Regions from separate parts of the Sus scrofa genome. Here region 1 is linked to region 2. A link is a contact called in public Hi-C data. All regions are on one chromosome and are shown on one strand. Each heading gives the region's core, a stretch centred on a gene start, on an enhancer-like site or on the middle of the called end of the contact. The rest is flanking DNA. Distances are from core to core; before and after follow the strand shown.

The links. Hi-C and Micro-C count contacts between places; a contact is called where the count stands out from the background.
Region 1: a contact with region 2 is called in a Hi-C map of omental adipose tissue, with 1.9 times the contacts expected there. The contact joins two enhancer-like sites. A contact is called at or near these places in 2 of 47 Hi-C or Micro-C datasets (embryonic fibroblasts and omental adipose tissue).

Annotation. Positions count from the first base shown.
Region 1 is chr6:107,832,741-107,838,231 of Sscrofa11.1, reverse strand. The region is part of intron 2 of LOC106510680 (a long non-coding RNA gene); the gene reads left to right. Among named protein-coding and RNA genes, the nearest start is that of RBBP8, 88 kb to the left of the region's middle. Within about 2 kb of position 1,316, at least 4 of the 83 cell types and tissues checked have an H3K27ac peak or open chromatin away from gene starts, as enhancers often do. A contact at or near this core is called in omental adipose tissue, where this site is marked.
Region 2 is chr6:107,064,658-107,069,658 of Sscrofa11.1, reverse strand. No RefSeq gene overlaps it. Among named protein-coding and RNA genes, the nearest start is that of MIR133A-2, 68 kb to the right of the region's middle. Within about 2 kb of position 2,583, at least 3 of the 83 cell types and tissues checked have an H3K27ac peak or open chromatin away from gene starts, as enhancers often do. A contact at or near this core is called in omental adipose tissue, where this site is marked.

The DNA of each region.
Region 1 (5,491 bases), core at 67-2,566, 770 kb before region 2:
AAGGAGGGAATGATTGAACTAATGCTTGAATCTCAATTTTCTGACTTCCACCCACCGCTCTTAGCTATTGGCAATACTACCTACCATATGAATTCTGCAGGGATCCTGTTACATTTTGATATAATTTGATTCTGATGAAAAGCAATTTACATGTACATTTCCAGGACAAAGAATTCCTTATTGTCTAAGCATGGTACACCTGTGCAGCAAAGAAAAACACTAACAATGTCATAAAATACCCCAAAGGAAAAGACAGGGTTCTGTTTTCAAAATGAAGTGATGTCTGCAATAAGCAGAACCAAACCTCATTACAGAACGTCATGTTCTGTCCCCAAGACCTGCACACTGAATTATCTTGCCAGTCTTCAAAACGTCTGATGAGAGAGGGGAATGGAAAAGGCTGTGCAAAGCAGACTCAGAATGTGGACACACTGCCATGTTAATTCTGAAGGGGACTTAGGGACCACACCTTGGTTGCTTGTTCCCAAGTACCATGCCAACCATTGCTCTGGATTTCCTGCCTTTCCCAGAGACTTCTCTGGATTTTGTATTTTTCAGGGCACCCAGACCCTGTCTGGCTTTCAATAAATGTTCAGGAACAACAATAACACAGAAGTGACTGTTTATTCAGATGGAAATTAACATGGATGAGATAACATTCTGGATTTCTGTTTCCCACTCATGTGATTGTGGTTTAAGCAACAAGAGAGAGAATGGATTTAATACACATTCCTATCACTGATAGAGATTGGCACTACTTACCTTGGGATGGGTTCTTTACTGTTTTCAAAATGCTCCCACATGTATCATCCTCCTTAACTAACCAAACACCTATGAAGTGAGCTGCACATATATCTATATTATGTAACAAATGGAGCTCAAAGAGATGAACTGACTTGTCTAATGTTGCAGTTATTTAGCTTGTCTGATTTTGAACCTGGTTCTTGACTCATCTTTAATTTTTCATTCACTTAACCACAAAGTCTGAGATTCTCCTCTAGCCAGAAAGTGAACATCATCTTAGAACTCTGGACTCTGCAATGTGGTGCGGTGGCCAGAATATCCTGGGCTTAATTCCAAGTTCTGCTTACCACCTGCCTTAGTTCAGTTGTTTATAACCTACCTAAGTCTCAGTTTCCATATTAGTCAGGACTTCCAGTGACTTGTCACAGAAGCTTAGTTTAAACTAGCTTAGATCCTGGGAGGGACTCGCTATTGATATTGTTGGAAAGGCAGGGGTGTAACAGAGCACCACAGGAACCAAGCTCTTATTGCAACTGGGACTCCTCTCTTTCTTCTCATGGGTCCCTGTTAAATTCCTTCCCACTGCAGTTCTGCCTCTCTGTGCTATATATGCCCGTGGCTGAGGTGCTGACATGTGTACAGCCTTGTGGTGGGAGGAAGGGGCCCTTCACCCCAGTACAATTCAGAACAACCTAGGAAAAAGTTTCCTCCTTCTGGTCATGTCACCCTAAGACTGGCCGGAAATGTAAGCTACTGTAATGGCCCAGCTTGGATCAGTGGCCCTGGAGCTCACTGGCCCTGGGTGCTACATTGGCTCCACTTAAACCGCATGCCTTGGGTGGGGAGGAGCAGTTTACTAAAAGAAGGGGGAGGCTGTTACTAGGTGAAGAGGAAAGGGGTTGTGGCAGATAAAATCAATAGATGTGTCCTATGGGCTTTTAATCTGTTAGAAAAGAATAACAATGCCGGCTTTTCTCGGTTCTTTGGTGAGGATTATGAATGCACTGGAAACTACCACATCTATATCATCAGTCCTGATACCTTTCTGAAGTTCTTGTTCCTTCTTTCTAAAAGAATAATGTCAAAAATCCTTCACGTGGCACCAAGACTCCTTTTATTTGCCCTTTGCCTTGCCTCTTTAGCCTCATCTCTTTCTACTCCCTTCTGAACTCCGTATTCTGATCTTATTAAACCATCTTGAAAACAGCATGCTCTCTCTTATCTCCAGACCTTAAAAAGTGCCTAGCATGTAGTTGGTTACGCTTTAATATATGTTGAATTAATTAGCGAATAAATTAATCAGTAATAGTCTGGCCTGTAGCAAGTGCTCTCTATATAGACGTTATTATTTTTCATTTTGTCTGCAAACTGCCAACCCCATTGTCACATTCCATCTTGATTCAACTAAAGGCTAGAATCCTTTTGTGCCAAAACACTTATTCTCAAGGTAGAGGTCATCCTGGGTAGGCAGTGGGTTGTTGGGATCAGCAAGATCAATGGTCAGTGATCATAACCAGTCATGGACACAGACTTATGGAGACACCTTCCTGGGGTGCCTCAATGCTGCTGTAATCTCCTTTCTGTCTGTAGAAACTGCATGTGTCACCTTGGAGGGGAGAAAGCTTCTCTAATCTTCTTTCCCTAGTGTATAGACAGACACAATTATTAGGCAAAATAACTGTTACCTTGGTAGGCAGAGTAGCTAGCTCTGGGATTGAGGGGGGATGATGTGTTTGTTTGTTTGTTTTTCTTGCTTCTTTAGGGCCGTACTTGTGGCATATGGAGATTCCCAGGTTAGGGGTCCAGTCAGAGCTATAGCTGCCAGCCTCTACCACAGCCACAGCAACATCAGATCTGAGCCACGTCTGCTACCTACACCACAGCCCATGGCAATGCCAGATCCTTAACTCACTGAGCAAGGCCAGGGATCGAACCTGCGACCTCATGGTTTCTCCTCAGATTCATTTCCACTGAGCCACGACGGGAACTCCTGATGTGGCTTTTTATTTTATTTTATTGTATTTTTAATTTTTTGTTATTATTATTATTATTTTATAGTTATTTCCCCAATACAATTTTTTTTCCTACTGTACAGCATGGTGTCCCAGTTACATGTACATGTACACATTCTATTCTGATGTGGCTTTTTGATGGAGGAAAAGGTCAGACACATGTTAGCATGGCCTGATTAGCAGAGGGCGAGGAAAAATGATCAGAGAAGGGTGAGCTGAGGGAAGCCCTTGGCTTACCTGATGTGAGGGGCTGCATCAGAGAGGCCAGGCCAGGGATGTGCAGAGTCTTAGCACTGAGAGGAGGGTGTGGGATACATGCTAGATTGGTGAAGGTCTAGACTATGGGAGAGGGAAGCATCATGCTGGCTATGAAAGAGCACTGGGTGAGGAGACTTGGGTTCCAGGCCTGGATCTGCCTGAACTACTAGCTGTGTTCCTTTGCTTGGGTCACATTTTTCTCTGAGCTTTGTCCAGAGCACATTGAGAAATTACTCAGTGAACTGAATCAGCTTCATGACAGTAAAGTGTAACATGATTTTTAAAGCTATAACATACAATTGTATAGTTAGCACTCATCAATTAAAAGTATAACTATTGAACTTTCCAGAATTCATTTTTATGGGACTTTATCTTACAACTTTGCTGTTAGGAAGCACAGATATGCTCCGAAATAAATCTGTTTTGTCATTTAAAAAGTCATTGGAAAGTTGACTAAGTTCAAAGAAATTAGATCATTTTATCAGGTCTAGTTTCCATTTTTTAAAAAGAAATGTACAATGAGCTTTATGTTTTTATTATCATGTAAAAGACTTTCTAAAAGAATTCTGTATCTTGGAAATTTTATTTTTATGACCTAAGTATAATTATTTTGGAGATCAAGCCAAATTACTTAAAATTTTTTTTAAGAAAGTCTTTTTTGTCAATATTAAGGCTCATTGCTTATTATTTACTACAAGATTGGATTTCTTAATCATAAGAGGAAGGTGAGTGTGATGAATCTAGCAAATTTTTTCTTAGAAAGAAAAAGTCACAGCTCCTGTAAGACAGGGGCCTCCATTTCACAACTAAATCTATTTTTTGTTTCTAATTGGCAAAGTACTGAACTAAATCCCCACAAGATCTGATTACAGCAAGTTCTTGGACAAATGCTTATCTCTAATTAATAGTGTTTTCATCCACACTAACTATGTGGTTATATGACACAGCTTTGCAAATTGTATCATACCCTGGTAAAACTGAACTGATTTAATGCATTGATTTCCCCAATGAATTTGGGGATAGTCCCAAAGATAGAAGCCAGAGTTAGCTGATGTTATTTGGGAAAATGATTTTTACGGTCAATCCAGGAACATGTCATCAGATTTCTTACACAGATTTTGTTCCTGGGAGATGGAAACTGATCCCTTTCTGTGATTAACCTTTGGCTTTAAAAGTTCTTGCAATTCTGTGTCTGTTCATGGACAAAAAAGGGGGTGAGGTGTCAAAATCTCTGCAGTTATTCTGATCACCTCTGCTCCTCTAGGACCAAAACAGACATAGCTAAGTTTACATTTTATGTTGGTTTGTTTTTCCTCCTTAAGTTTCTGTTTTACTGAAACAGGTCATTTTATGTCCTTTGGAACCGAAGAACTTGTATGATGGCTGAATGAGTTCACAAGCCCCTTGTTCACTGAACTCTGTGGGTACCCAGTTCTGAGGCCCATGGCAACCCCCTGGCTGTCCCAGCATACCAGTGTTTGCAGCTGTAGCAAGACCTGTAGTCTAGGAGACTACTGAGCTAGGAGAGCATTTTGCATCAGAAACCATGGCTGGAGAGGGTCTCATTAAGCAATCCTGCCCTGTTGCTCATCTGGTTCCCTCAGCTGATTAGAGCCCAAGGAAAAGAATGTTAAGATCCTGGCTTCTTTCCTGTGAGCCTGCACTCCTAACACAATCACTGCTTCCCCACACTAGCCTGCTTTAATCTGTAGTCAGGGAATAACATTCTTCTCTTATGACCCTACTTTTACCCCAACCCCCAAGACTCCAAAATCCTGGATATTAAAATAAGGTGGGATTTAAAGTCATTTAAAAAAAAGTTTGCAGCCAAGCCATGCAGAGGTGTTTGTTCCCTCATGGGTGGTAAGCTGAAGTCTATTTTTTTTTCATTTTAAAGATCTGTCTTGGGGGCTTAATGTAAGAAATTAGGTGATCATGAATGGAAAGCAATTTGCAAACACACGTATGATTTATTTTTAAAAAATGATGAAAAGTCTCAGCAGCACCTTATAGTTGTACTGTACATCCTCATTAATATCTGTTTGTCTGAAGTCTTTTCTAATTTTGAATCTCCATTTGCAGATAAAAGGTGAGGTATAGCTACTTCCTAGAATCTGTTACGTAAACTGCACTAACAACATATTCTATTCAGAGATGTGTTTTAGAACAGCCTTTGCTGCTTTTGATGATGGGCTTATTTCATCATTAGATCTTTCCTTTTATTAGAGACCCCCTTTAAAACATGAAATAAACCTGTGTGCCTGTAATGTCTTCCTCTTTGTTGAGTAAATTAATAAAGGAATCCTTCCAAAGAAGACTAAAACCATCCTCCACCAAATTCCATGATATGCCTCGGGTTAGATTGCCTTTGGCTCCATCAGGGCATTTATAATCCCCAGAGGGATCTCTTGAAATTTAGTAAATGCCTCCTGGAGCTGAACTTTGGCGGCGGGTGGATGGGGTGGGAGTACTTCTCT
Region 2 (5,001 bases), core at 1,334-3,833:
GAATTCTTAGCCTGCTGGTAGGGTTCTGTCTATGTCCTTTTCCCCAGCAAGAACATTATTAGAGGATCAGGGTGGGGAGAAGCGCAGGGAAAATGACAGGCCAACATGTTTTCAAGGGCTTCATTTACTTTCCCCAATGTCTTGTCCTCACACAGAGCCCAGCCAAGTTCAGAGAAATTGGTTTGGGGAAACAAACACAACTTAGACATCACAATGTCATGTTAAAAAAAAAAAAAAAATGAGTAGTTCCCATTGTGGCTCAGTGGTTAACAAATCCAACTAGGAACCATGAGGTTGAGGGTTCAATCCCTGGCCTTGCTCAGTGGGTTGAGGATCCGGCGTTGCTGTGAGCTGTGGTGTAGGCTGCAGACATGGCTCGGATCCCGTGTTGCTGTGGCTCTGGCGCAGGCCGGCAACTACAGCTCCAATTGGACTCCTAGCCTAGGAACCTCCATATGCCGCGGAAGCAGCCCTAGAAAAGGCAAAAAGACAAAAAAAAAAGACAAGACAAGTCACTCCAGGTGTGGGTTTGCAGCATTTTAACCAACTGGTAACTCTGTTTTCCTTCTTCCTTATCAGGGCCCAAGTTACTAAGAAAACAGTTTATTTGACTAAAAATCATAAACGACAATAGGAATCTTGGTGCTGTGCAAATTAAATGAGATGTAAACTCTTAGCATGGTGATTGGCATTAGTAAATAATCGATAATTATTAGCGATTGTTGCATTGGTGACAACTTACTTTTGGTAATCTCCTTATGAAGCAGTTTCACATATTATTTCACTTAATCTGATCTTTCAACACGTGTTTAATGGATGCCTGCTAGGATGTGTCAGAATCTGTTCTGAGCACTGGGAATACAATCATGACCAAGATTGGCAGAGGCTGTGCCCTCACAGAATTTATGTTCTGGTTGGGGGAGAAAAACAGTGAACAAGGAAAAATGGTACAGTGAGGGGACCAGGGTAAGAAAGGGTGGGGACTGGTTGTTACACTCAGAGTCGTCGGGGAAGCCCTCTTTGGTGAGGAGACATTTGAGCAGATGCCTGAAGGAAGTGAGGGGTGAGCCCTGTGAATGTTCATGGGAAAGTCGTTGAAGGTGGAGGGAACAGCAGATGCAAGGCCCAGGGGTAGAAAAGTGGGTGGCATGTTTGGGAAAGAAAAAGGAGGCAGTGAGAGGCTGGGGTGGGAGGATGCCAGGGGCCTGGACCATGGAGGGATTCTGTTTTCTTTCCCAGGTTAGAGGCAAAGCCTTTGGAGGGTCCTAAGCACAGGAGGAAAGCAGGGCGAGGAGGCAAGGGGACAGAGCACTGAAACCAGGTCAGGGTGAGACTTGAGTCGCTCTGCCCATGCCTCCCCGGACAGACACATGACAAGAGAAGGTCGGATGTACTCATGACATTAGGAGACACCGGGCTAGATCCAGTTTTGAGTAAAAAATCTGGGGAGTTCTCATTGTGGCTCAGTGGGTTACAAATCCAACTAGTATCCATGAGGATGCAGGTTCAATCCCCAGCCCTGATCAGTAGGTTAAGGTCCTGTGTTGCCACAAGCTGCAGCATAAGTCACATATGTGTTTTGGATCCAGTGTTGCTGTGGCTGGGGTGTAGGGTGGCAGCTACAGCTCCAATTTGACCCCTAGTCTAGGAACCTCCATATGCTATGGGTGTGGCCCTAAAAAAAAAAAAAAAAGGAAGAAAAAGAAAGAAACCTGGGCGAGGGGTGGCAGTCACTAGATTCGGAAGACCATTTTGCAAAAATCAAAGCCTCTAACCAGTTCCCTGGAGAAGAAAAGTTGCTTGTGATCTGAGCTACCAACTGTGAGAGAGCCCCACAGCGAGGGTAGGGGACCCCATTAGAATCCCTTCAGGGAACTTTATCTCCTTCTCCACCAGGCTAGGGAGCCTCCAGGCTCCTCAGAGGAAGCTGCCAAGAGGTTCGGTCCTCAGAGAGGAGACGGACCTGCATCAATCACTTGAGTATTTATCCAGTGCTGACATGCCCACAGCTGCGATAGGCCAGCAAGAAATCCTGGTCCCTGTCATCAATTTGTTTATAATTTGGCTCAACAGAGATGGGACTCACATAAAATGCTTTGTAAGCAAACCCCTGAGGTTAAACCAAAGGCTCACCCAGAATAGGTCCTTAACAAATAGCTGTGATGGGAACTGTTAAAACTTGTAGGAGTTGGGATAGAGGAGAGATCCCCATCTTGACACTCCTGGGAAGGCTCCAGGGCTCGGGGGCAGAGTGTAGGACGTGCCCTGGATGGAGAAGTTCTCAGGCCAAGGGAGAGGGATGAGCAAGGCTTCCATCTGCACCGGGTCCCCAGGGACGTGGCTAACACGAGAAAGCTGCATGTTGTTAGGTGTCTGCTGCACAAGCACTTTTGTCCCGCTGTCCCTTGATCTTTCTTACTGATATAACGATACCGCCCTTCCCTATTGCGTTTTATCCTCGAAGAGACTGCAACATTGGGGGTAATGGGGAAACCTGTGATCCTGTGCCTGGCCTGCCTGCTGTTGGAGAGATCCTCTCACTAGATGGAGATGGTGTCCTTGCCAGCAACAGGCGGTGGTGACTCTCTGCCATCTGCTGGCACACTCCCCTCCAGCCACAGAAAGGCCAGGCCTGAGTTAGCTCCGTAAGGACGTCTGGGGGCATTTCCCCTAATCCTCAAGAGGCCTGAGCCACAGGCCCTCAGGCAGGCCCCTCCCAAACCTGGGGAAGGGTCCCGGAGTGGTTCATAGGGTCACATTGTTTGTAAAATAGGTGAAAGTAATATTTTGTTTTGTTTCCCACCTTTGGCCGCAACCATCACATAAGGAAGTTCCCGGCCAGGGATCGAATCCGAGCTGCAGCTGCAGCAGCTCTGGATCCTTAAGCCGCTGTGCCACAGTGGGAACTCTAAAAGTCATATATTTCAAGGGCAATTGGTGAAGACTACTTAGTGTTTGCACTCCCACTTTTCTTCTGCTTCTCTGTGTCAAGGGCAGACATCGACATGGCTTGTGGTGGCTTCTCTGTATGTTGAAGTGATTGCTAAGCCAGCCTGGTATGGACATGGCTTCTAGGACCACGCCTCTCCCCCTCCCTGCCTGGTGGTGTGATGAAAGAAGGCAGGGCCAAGAGGGTCCGTCAGGATACATGTGTCCCATGGCCCCCTCATACATGGGTCGTGCGGGAGAAAAAACATTTGCAATAAAGGCAACTGGAAGCTGGCCTGTGAAAAATTCTTCCAATCATCGGACATGTAAATGGTGAGCCAAAGATTTAGGTATTAACACCTAGTCAAAATGGCCTGGTCTCCAGTCAAGATATTAGGGATGGGGTGTGTGTGGGGGAAGCATTTACAATAAAGGGATTTCTTAATAAAAATATGTTCCCCCCATCCCCGATTTGGAAATATTTGTAGTCTTTTTTCCTAATTGCAATTTGCTGTGATTTATTTTTCTCATTCTAAATAAAAATTTACTGGAGTTCCTGTCGTGGCTCAGTGGTTAACGAATCGAACTAGGAACCATGGGGTTGCAGGTTCAATCCCTAGCCTTGCTTGGTGGGTTAACCATCCGGTGTTGCCGTGAGCAGACCCGGCTCGGATCCTGCGTTGCTGTGGCTCTGGCATAGGCCAGCAACAACAGCTCCGATTCGACCCTAGCCTGGGAACCTCCATGTGCCACGGGAGCGGCCCAAGAAATGGCAAAAGGACCAAAAAAAAAAAAAATTACTTTAATGTCTACGTTTGTATTTGTGATTTTCTATTGTTTTCCTAAAGAGGACATCCCAAATTATATAAGCTCCAGGCCCCACAAAAACCTTGATCTTGAATGTCCATATTAACTTGAATACCTCTTTTGCCAAAACCATGGAAGGCACTGATTTCTGTTTGTCTGGTCGAGAGGCTATGTGCTACAGACTAGGGTCAGAGACTGGAGCTGGACTGCCAGGGTTCAAATGCCATGGGAAGAATGAGCCACCACACCTTAGGAGGTACTTCATACATGTTAAATGTATGATTAGTGCTTTTGACCTGTCAGTTCTCATTCTGAATACTTAGATACAACAATTACAAAACATAGAACTTTAATAATTTGTAACCCTGTTTTATGTTCAATCATTTTTTTTCTTTTTTTAAGGCCATACCTGTGACACATGGAGGTTCCCAGGCTAGGGATTGAATCAGAACTACGGCTGCTAGCCTACACCACAGCCACAGCAACGCAGGATCCCAGCCACATCTGCGACCTACATCACAGCTCACAGCAACGCCAGATCCTTAACCCACTGAGCAAGGCCAGGGGTCGAACCCACAACCTCATTGTTCCTAGTTGGATTCGTTTCCACTGCGCCACAACAGGAACTCCTATTTCAGTCATTGTTAACTGAAACACTATTTTAAAAGAAAAGAGTAAATTAAGGCTTTGTGTTCATTTCATCCATTTCACACCAGAAGGTAACGTGGGGATGGGGTGCAGGTGTCAGATGAATTCGGCTTGAAGAAAGAGGCATGCGAAAGAGAGTACGTGAAAGGCAGAGCTCCCTCCAACAGCAGAAAGATCCCCCTGCCCCAGGGCTAAGCCATGGAGTCCTAATGGCAGCAGCAGCTCTTCAGGTCACTAAGAGGATTTTACTGACCCCTCGTGGGAGAGAGGAGTTGGTGCACCAAGGAAGACACCAGTCCAGGGAATTTTTTTTTTCCTACAATCCTTCAGGGAAAAACTCAAGAAGGGGGAAGGTGAGGTATGTTACTAACCGCCTGGGTTCTTCCCATTCAACTTGAAACTCTCATTGACAGTCAATTCTCACATCACCTTTTTTCCTGACAGACCTCAGAGCTCCCATCAAAGGCAGGTGTGCGATATCAGGTTGTGGTTTAAAAAAAAAAAAAAAGATAGGAAGGGAGGGAGGGGAGATAAGAAAAAGAAAACTAATGTTGGAACCCTAGTGCAGCTACTAACTAAATGAAAAACTGAGAAATTTGCTGAATTTCTCTGAACCTC